2 separate regions of the Macaca mulatta genome follow, and region 2 is linked to region 1. A link is a contact called in public Hi-C data. All regions are on one chromosome and are shown on one strand. Each heading gives the region's core, a stretch centred on a gene start, on an enhancer-like site or on the middle of the called end of the contact. The rest is flanking DNA. Distances are from core to core; before and after follow the strand shown.

Region 1 (4,790 bases), core at 841-3,340:
AACCCGGGAGACGGAGGTTGCAGTGAGCCAAGACTGTGCCACTGCACTCCAGCCTGGGCAACAGAGACTCCATCTCAAACAAACAAACAAACAAACAAAAACAAAAAAACGCTGGACCAGGCATTGTGGGGGTTTGGGAGGCTGAGGCTGGAGGATCGCCTGAGGCCAGCAGTTTGAGGTTACAGTGAGGTATGACTGTGCCACTGCACTCCAATCTGGGTAAGACCCTGTCTCTGAAAAAACAAACAAGCAAACCCCAAAACTCTGGCTGCAAAAGTAGCACATATTTCTTTGAAGGAATAAAAGGAAAACTTGATAATCCTACCACCCAAAGATGTTTTAAAATCACTTATGTGGTACTCAGTTATGTGCCATGCACTGTTCCAAGTGCTTACAAATATTATAATAACTCCTTTTGTGTTTATAACAACTGTCTGCAGTCAGTAGACTCATTTTCCAGTTTAGGAAACTGATATTACACCTTTTCTACAGATGAAGAAACTTGCCCAGGGTGCCCAGGCAGTCCGCAGAACCATGCTTTGAATCAGGGCAGTGTGGTTCCAGGGGCCTGTACAAATCAAACCACCCTGACTCTGCCATTCCATCAGATACATTATTCATGTTTTGGTGTATTTGCCGCCAATCTTGTGTAAAGTGGGTTGTCCCTGTGCATACTTCGTGTAATCTTTTGGCTTAACAGATGTCATGAACACTTCTGTATCATAAATCTTTCCCAGCATGATTTTTATTAGCTATTTAATATTTCTCATATTCATGTAGAACAATGCACTTAACCAATTTCTCATTTTTGTAATAATTTTTTTCCCGTTTTCCCCTGTAATAACACTGCTGCGATATATATTTTTTTCTTCTTTTTTTTTTTTTTTTTTTTTACTGTTCTAAAGATACTCTGGCAGAAATGTATGTTCCTGAGGCTAAATCTTTTCACACATCCACAATCATTTTATTATAAATTCCAGAGCTGGAAACGCTGAGTCTAATGTTAAATAAATACATATATATATATAGAGAGAGAGAGAGAGAGAGAGTTTTGTTTTTGGAGACAGAGTCTCGCTCTGTCGCCCAGGCTGGAGTGCAGTGATGCAATCTCGGCTCACTGCAACCTCCGCCTTCCAGGTTCAAGCCATTCTCCTGCCTCAGTCCCGGGACTATGTATCTGGGTATCTGAGTCCCAAATATCTGGGACTACAGTCGCGCGCCACCACACCCGGCTAATTTTTGTAATTTAGTAGAGGCGGGGTTTCACCATGTTGGCCAGGCTGGTCTCGAACTGCTGACCTCAAGTGAGCCACCCGCCTCAGCCTCCCAAAATGCTGGGATTACAGGCGTGAGCCCCCGGGCCTGGACTGTTACATATTTTAAAGGCTTCTGATCCATATTGCCAAAAAGTCCTCTGGATCGATTTGCAGCTGTATCCGCTGCTCCATCTGCAGTATACGAACGTGCTCCACCTTACCCACACTGGGTCATTAAAAGAACAAACAAAAATAAGAACTTGATTGATTTGGGATTTTAAAGGAAATGCACTAAAAATTCTTTAATTCCACCATTCACCGTCTACCATGGAGGAACAGCCCATATGCACGGAGAGACAGCTACGTAATTCACTGCAGCATTGTAATACTGAAAAATAAAAATGAACGAAACGTTCCTTAACCGAGGAACGGCCGAACGACCGGCGTCTCCACTCCGCGGAACGTTCTGCGAGCGCTAAGGGGAAGGCGGGAGTACAGGTTTTGGAGCGGACGGTGAGAAAGGCAAGCTCGCGCCGCCTCTCTGTGTTGGCAACCCGGCTGGTGGTCAAGTTTCGGCTTCTGGGGCCAGCTGTCGGTCTTGGCGAGGGACATAGATCCGGATTCGCATCCTGACCGGCCAACCGACGCTGGTCGAGGTGACCACGCTTCTGGGCAACCGCACCTGCAGTCCGCAGGGGACCCCGCCGCCTTCTCCAGGGCGTCAAAGAGGCCGGACCCTTGGGTGCTAGGGCTCCTGGGTGCCGGGGCCAAGTTTCCGAGTGCCGCTCTCAGCAGCGCACCAACCGGAAGTGGCCGTGTTGTGGCGGAAGGAGGCGATTTCTGGGAGTAGCCGGTGCTGAGAGAACCGTGGCCGGCAAAGATGATTCAGGCGATTCTGGTTTTCAACAACCATGGAAAGCCGCGGCTAGTCCGCTTCTACCAGCGTTTCGTGAGTGCGGCCCGGCTTCACCACGCCCGTTGAGGGTGCCCACTATCTCTTCTTTCCTCTTTGGCCTCTGGGCGCCCGGGGGCACCGCTCCTTGGTCACCTGGGGCTCCTGCACCGTGCATGACCCTCACCCTTCTTAAGCACTTAACCTGGGCGCAGGCCGGTGCCAGGCATTCTGTCTCCCGCCCTACTGCCCTCGCTCTTTCTGACCCTTTTCTGGATCCTGCATTTCTGTGCCATTTTGTGACATTTTCCCTTGGGTCTCTGGGAACGAGATAGAAGCGACAGTGGGGAGTGTGCCTCGTTGAGAACTTGAATGATTGAAGTCACGTTCTGTCATCTTTTTGGTTGTTGACCACAGTTTCATGAGGAAGAAATATTAAGTTTCTGAAAGTTTTTGTTATAGCCAAAGGGTCTGGAAAAGTTCTTTATTTGGAATTATTTTGCTTCAGTGTTGGCTGGGACTTTCCAGAGACTAGATACCCTTCACTCTGTAGGGTTGAAGAAAATTTTAGTTTAAAAGTGGAAACATGATGAGAAATTATAAATGCTGCTGCATAAGGGCTCAATAAGTGATTACGTAAATTTGAATTTTCCCAACACGTTCCTTTGCAAACACATAAACATCAGTATTTGCTTCCTATCTTCCAATATTTTATTTCTTCATGGCGGGGTTTCAAAATGTTACATAATTGGGGTACTGGCCAAACTGAAGAGGGGAGTCAGAAAACGTATTCCGGCTTCAGCTCCACCTTTTCTACTCTTGCGTCTATTGACAAGTTAATAAACCCTTTTCAGACTTAAATTATTCTGTCTTTTGTCAATTAGAAATGAAAAACTAATTTTACTCCTTCATAAGATTTTTAAAGCTAGATTACATTTAATTAAGTAGATTACATCGAGGTAAAAATATGAGTATTCAACATAACTATTTGTATTTGCATTTGTGTGTATACAGATTCCCCCCTAGTTTTTTTCTAGGTAAAACTAGATAAAACTAGAGATAAAACTAACATGCCATACTATTTACTTATTTATTTTACGTTATTTACTTACACAGATGAAGTCTTTCTATGTTGCCCAGGCTGGTCTTGAACTCCTGGGCTCAAGCAATCCACCAGACTCAGCCTCCCAAAGTGCTGGGATTACAGGCATGAGCCACTGTGTCCGGCCCCAGTTTACCTATTTAAAGGGGACAGTTCAGTGTTTTTTAGCACGTTCACAGAAGCTGCACAACCATCACCACAATCAATTTTAGATCATTTTCATCACCCCAAAAAGAAACCTCTGCCCATTAGCACTCATTGCCTATTTCTCCATGACTGTCCCAGCCCTAGAGAGTCTTTCCCTCTAAATTCGCCTGTTCTAGAATGGCAAATGGAATTTGACTATTCCAGAGTGGCAGATGGAATTTGCCTACTCCAGAGTGGCAGATGGAATTTGCCTATTCTGTTGCATATAAATGAAATCATAAATAAGTGGGTTTTTTTGTGTCTGCCATGTTTCATGTAATATAATGTTTTCAAGATTCATCCATGTTGTAGCATGTATCTGATCTTCATTTCTTTTATTGCTGAATAATATTGCATTATATGGGTATGCCATATTTTGATTGTCTGTTTATAAGCTGATGTTTCTACTTTTTGGCTCTTCTAACTAATGCTGCTATGAACATTCTTGTGCAAGTTTTTATGTGGACTTATGACTTCATTTCTCTTGGTTATATACCTAGGAGTAGAATTGCTGGATCATATGGTAACTATGGTGAACATTGTGAGAAACTGCAAACTATTTGACAAACTTTCCAAGTGGCTGCACCATTTTACATTTCCATCAGCAATGTATAAGGATTCCAGTTTCTTCACATCCCTGCCATTCGTTATTTATTTATTTTTTGATTAAAGACATTTTAGTGGGTATAAAGTGGTATCTCATTGTGGCTTTTTTTTTCCCCCCGAGACTGAGTCTTGCTCTGTCTCCCAGGCTGCAGTGGCGTGATCTTGGCTCACTGCAACCTCTGCCTCCCGGGTTCAAGTGATTCTCCTGCCTCAGCCTCCTAAGTTGCTGGGATTACAGGTGCCCGCCACCATGCCTGGCTAATTTTTGTATTTTTAGTAGAGATGGGGTTTTGCTATATTGGCCAGGCTGGTCTTGAACTGCTGACCTCAAGTAATCTGCCCGTCTTGGCCTCCCAAAGTGCTGGGATTACAGGTGTGAGCCACTTCACCTGGCCCATTGTGGTTTTGATTTTAATTTCCAAAATGACTAATGATGTTGAGCATCTTTTCATGTGCTTATTGACCATTCATGTATCTTTGGAGATCATAGGATTTTTATAAGACCTCATGAGCTCATAGATGAAAGTACCTTGAAAACTACAGAGTACTAAAATGATATGAGGGGTTATTAAAATCACTGAGGCATGTAAGCAATTGGTAGTTTACCTTTTTACTGAACTAGAAATTAGGTAGCCTCATCATTTCATACCATTTCCCACTGCTGCCACTTCCCCCAGAGTCAGATAAAAGGCTTTAGTTCAAAAGATGTGTTTTCAGTTTTAAAAAGTGCTGATGTTTAGCATGTTTC
Region 2 (4,790 bases), core at 722-3,221, 200 kb before region 1:
TCAGGGGGCCTGGGGCAGGACATATCCATAGCCCCAAGAGATTGCTCAGGCCAGCCTCTGCAGACCAGGCCTAGTGAGTTCCTCCCCATCCCTGAGGCTGGCTGCTCAGAGCTCCTTCTGACCCTGCCCACGCCCCTCTCCCAGCTTCTCTCAGGAGAGCAGTTACCTGGAAAGACAGACCCTACTGGTGCCTGCCAAATTGCTGTGGCCTCATGGCAGTGGCCTATAGCTGGCCTCTGGCCTATAGCCTGGATGGCAGGAGATGGCTGTTCTGATGCCCAAGCTCAGGCTGTTCCCTGGAAGGGCCTGGAGCCGCCCCTGATGTGAGTGGTGCTCTCTCTGCAGTGTAAAGCTGAACGAGCACTTCCTGAACACCACGGACTTCCTCGACACCATCAAGAGCAACCTGGACAGAGCCCTGGGCAGGCAGTAGAGGGAGGCGCCACCCATGGCTGCAGTGGATGGGCCAGGGCCGAGCCGGCGGGTCCTCCTGAGCACGGCAGAGGGTGAGCCTCACAGCCCCTCTCTGGAGGCCTTTCTGGGGGATTTTTTGTAAGTGAGATGTTTTTAAAAGCATATGTGTGTTTCCCCTCCTGGTGACGTGAGGCAGGAGCAGTGTGTTTTACCTCAGCCAGTCAGTATGTTTTGCATACTGTAATTTATATTGCCCTTGGAACACATGGTGCCATATTTAGCTACTAAAAAGCTCTTCACAAAACTGTCTGCTGTGTTTGTCCCTGAGGGGAGGAGGTAGTGGGACCCTGAGGCAGAGGCCCTGCTAGAGCTGGCAGGTTCCCCTGGGGCAGACCAGAGCACCTCAGGAAGGGGCTGCCACCGCGGGGAGGGGACCAGGCAGCCCTGGGATCCCGCATTCCACAGGGGCCCCCTGCGGAGCTCTCGGACACTCAGGGCACAGGCCTGTGGGTTCCCTGGAAATTTCTAGCATGATCCAGTTTCTGTGTCCAGTTCTGCATTCTGAGAGTCAATCAGTCCCTGATAGGTTGTCATTGATTGTTTTCTTCATTGGTTTTAACCTTCTAAACATCTCCAGACCACTTTCTTAGCCTTTCTCTAGGTACTAAAAACAGGTCCTACCCACACCTGCCTCACACTTCTCCTTTCCAAGGCTGACTGAGTTTGGCGGGGCTTGGGTGTGGGTGAACGAGGGCCCCGCATTGTCTAGGCCAGCGGTTCCCAGGCTTGGGTTCACTTCACCATGCATTGGCAAAACTAGAAAAGTAAGCTTGTGAAAAATTGCTCTCAGCCAGGCATAGTGGTGCACGCCTATAATCCCAGTACTTTGGGAGACTGAGGTGAGTGGATCACTTGAGGCCAGGAGTTCGAGACCAGCCTGGCCAACATGGTGAAACCCCATCTCTACTCAAAATACAAAAATTAGCTGGGCATGGTGATGCGCACCTGTAGTCCCAGCTACTCGGGAGGCTGAGGCAGGAAAATGGCTTGAACCTGGGAGGCAGAAGTTGCAGTGAGTCGAGATTGCACCAGTGCACTCCAGCCTGGGTGACAGAGCAAGACTGTCTCAAAAACAAACAAAAATTGCTCTATGCAAGTTCTTTAGCCCCATGTAAAAAGGAAAAATAAAAGTTGCTCTAAAGCTACATATAATCAAAAGGACTGTCTGCTGCATAGTAAGTTCTGCAAAGCTTCTACTTTTTGGTGTTAAAATGTCCTGGAGAAGAGTTGTATAATCTTTATAAAGTCCTGGCCGGGTGTGGTGGCTCATGCCTACAGTCCCAGCACTTTGGGAGGCTGGGAGTTTGAGGCTGTAGTGAGCTATGATTGCACCTGAGTAGAGTGAGACCCCATCTCTCAAAATCCCATCTTACAAAGTCCCTTTCCTAAATACTAGGGGGACTCCTATGGCTCCTGAAACCTGACCATTGCTGTAGACTGAGTGGCCTTGGAAGGGCTCTAGCCCTCCACCCACACTGGTGACCCCCCGCTTCCTCTTCCTGAATAATGCCCTGAAACTCTCAGGGCTGTAAGAAGAAATGTGGACTGCTGGCTCCAGCAGGCCCACCCCCTGGGAAGAAGCTCAAGGTTTCCTGCGTCTTCTTGCCTGTCATCAGCACAGGGCTGGCAGCTCTGCTGAATGCAGCCTCTGAAGCCCAGCCTGGCATCGGGAGCTGGCTTCTTTCCTGAAGCCATGTGGGTGGGTAGGGAGGGGAAGCAGCTTTTCTCTGCAAGTGCTGGGAATGCAGGGGCCTTGGCCGGCTTGACTCTTTTGACTCAGGCACCTGGCCCTGCAGGTGGCCATTCCAGTGCAGAGGATGGTCTCAGCCTCCCCTGGGCCGCCCCTGGAGAGTGCAGCCCTGCTGTGTGGGGCTGGGAAGTTTTGCTGAGAGTTCCTACTAGGGGTGAGGGCCAGGTCCCCAAGAGCTGGGGAAAGAAGCATTTGCAGTCACCTCACTAAAGAATATTCATTTATTTATAATTATTGCTAAGTAAACTTCTCTTTTAAACAGGAACATAAAAACACAGTAGGGCTTTGCACAAGTGGAATCTCTAAACAGTTGGTTTGTATACATGTCAAAATAAGTTAGAATGGAATTCGTCCAGGAGTTTCCAAGTCACCCGAGAGGCTGTGCACCTCTTTTGAGAAGTGTAGGGAGGGGTGCAGACAGGAGCCTTGCCGAGACCACCCCCCAGCTCAAACTGTGAGTTGTGCTGTTTCCTCCTCCTAGCTTTGCCCAGGTCCAAGGCACAGGGCAGGGGGCGTTCAAGTATCGAACCTCACAGAGGGCCAGTGCTGACAGTGGGGCTGGGGGAGGGAAAGGAGAGCCCCACCCCGGGGGCCAGACCTTCTCCCTTCAGTTTCCAAGACCAAGGCCACTGCACTGGCAGGTGGGAGGAGGAGGAGGAGGTACAGGGTTCTTTTTGGTACCAGGGGAGAAAGACGTTGTAGGAAGAGGTAGTTGCAGGGGATGATGCCTTCTGCTCAGCAGGAGAAAATGTCTTGTGCAGTGACGGGGTCACTGCCACCTGAGGGTCATGGCGGGCACCTGGGAGGTTGTGGGGCCTTGGGGTCTGGGAGCCACACTTGGGCCACCTTGTCCATCCTCAGTCCTGATCACAGTCACCCTGAGGCCTGGCTTGGTCCTTCACTTAAGGATCCAGCCTTGGGGGTGGCTGCGCTGCAGATTGGTTCCTCCCACCCGAGGCTGTTCCCCTCTCCGGGTTTCTAGGCTGAAGTTAGTGGCTTCATCTGTGCCTTTGAGGACGACTCCTGCTTGCCACTCCCCACTGAGGCCTCAGGAGGCAAGTGGGTGGGGGTCCGGGTGCCCTAGAGTTCCTGAATGTGATATTTCACTGCCCTGGGCCTGTCGTCTCTGGTTCCAGGGGCAGGAGCTGGCGTGGGAACAGAGGGGAAGACAGCAGGCGAGCGAGAGAGCTAGCTCTTGGCTGAGCAGAGTCAGCAGCCCTGACAGCCGAGGATGGGACATGGGATGGAGCAAATCAGCAACTGCACGAGCCAGGCAGGGGTGGAGGGCTTTCCAGCTCTGCTTTCTCCTGCCTCCCACCCCAGCCTGCTGAGGCTGCTGCCAGCGGCTGCACCTCCAGGGCCAGTGTGACAGTCCCCATGGAGCCCCGGTCCTGCCCGGCCAGGCTGCTCGGGGTGGGTGGGTAGGAAGGAAGCACGCACAGCACACGAGGAAGCTTATGCTTGGAAAAAGAAAATGCATCTCCATCAGAAAAGGTCATAGGTGACACACAGTTGGAAAGAAAAAAATAAGTTACCTTCAGAAGACCCCCTTTGCTCAAAAAAACCCTTGATTTCCCTCTGTGGGCTTCACTTTCCTTTTTTAAATACGTTGCTCTTTCCGGGGAGCTGCTGACTTGTTATCCCCGTCGCAAGGTGGACACTGAGGAATAAGAAATGACTGCGGTCCCCCTCCCCCGCAGGTGGTCCTGGGCCTTCCCCAAGGACAACCCTTCTTGGTCCCCCGTGGTGCCCTCACCCCGCCCTGCTCTGCCCCATGCTTCTGGTTTTTGTTAGTGTGTGCCCGACGCAGGGCCTGTCCCGGCTTTGTTCCTGGTGGGGGCCCCCTGGTGAGGCGTTCCAGCTAGGGCCGAAGTGGATGACGTGTTGCAATCCACTTTAGGGACACCCGCTTCCAGGAAGGGATATAGGACAGGGGTCTTCTGGGGGCTGGGCTCCCCCCAGCTGTCCTGCAGGCCAGGGCCAGGGCCACGTGCATGCCTGGCTTGAAGAGCACGTGGGAGACCCCGGGAGGTAGAAGGCAGAGTGCCCTGCCTGGCAGTCTGTCGACAGGGCAGGAAAGGGGGCCTGGACAAGGGAGGGGTGGGCAGTACTGGCCAGAAGGGAGCTCAGACATCTTTAGAGGCAGGAGTTGGCCGTGAAAAAAACATGGCTCAAGTGGTCTCTTCTTCCAGTGTCAGGACCCCTGAAGAGCTCTGTTGGGCCTGGAGAGACCCCGAGGGCCTGTGCCCTTGTGACCTGTCCCCAGTGGCCCCACTTCTCCCACCCCCCATGGAAGCAGGCCAGGGAGACTCAGATCTGGGCCTCGTGTTCTCCTTCCCTTGCTGGGATGCCTGGGCCTGTGCTGGCTCACAGCCGGGGCCAGTAGTACAGTCTCCATTTGGTCTAAAGGTCCCTAGTGGTGCAAATGACTTGGGGAGGGAGGGCTCAGAACAGTGGGGCAGTAGCTTGTTTCTTGGCTGCAGGAGGTGCAGCCTGCAGCCCATGGGTCTCACCCCCATTCCCTGGCCCCCCTGGTCCCCGTTGGGGGTGGCCCAGCTTGTGCTAT

Evidence for each region. A called contact is a pair of places that touch in the nucleus more often than the background predicts.
Region 2: a contact with region 1 is called in a Hi-C map of cortical neurons, with 5 times the contacts expected there. The contact joins the enhancer-like site here to the promoter of AP3S2 in region 1. A contact is called at or near these places in 7 of 14 Hi-C or Micro-C datasets (blood, cortical neurons, fetal cortex germinal zone and 3 more).

Annotation. Positions count from the first base shown.
Region 1 is chr7:79,707,359-79,712,148 of T2T-MMU8v2.0, reverse strand. It overlaps AP3S2 (adaptor related protein complex 3 subunit sigma 2), which reads left to right and starts at 2,090. Exons shown (of 6, transcript NM_001194004.2): 1 at 2,090-2,205. The coding sequence starts at 2,137. It overlaps LOC144330104 (a long non-coding RNA gene), which reads right to left. Exons shown (of 2, transcript XR_013395979.1): 2 at 2,073-3,132.
Region 2 is chr7:79,906,457-79,911,246 of T2T-MMU8v2.0, reverse strand. ZNF710 (zinc finger protein 710) reads right to left here. Exons shown (of 5, transcript XM_077940331.1): 5 at 2,428-4,790. The coding sequence ends at 4,787. IDH2 (isocitrate dehydrogenase (NADP(+)) 2) reads left to right here. Exons shown (of 11, transcript NM_001257762.1): 11 at 346-722. The coding sequence ends at 433. Among named protein-coding and RNA genes, the nearest start is that of IDH2, 19 kb to the left of the region's middle. Within about 2 kb of position 1,971, at least 6 of the 40 cell types and tissues checked have an H3K27ac peak or open chromatin away from gene starts, as enhancers often do. A contact at or near this core is called in cortical neurons, where this site is marked.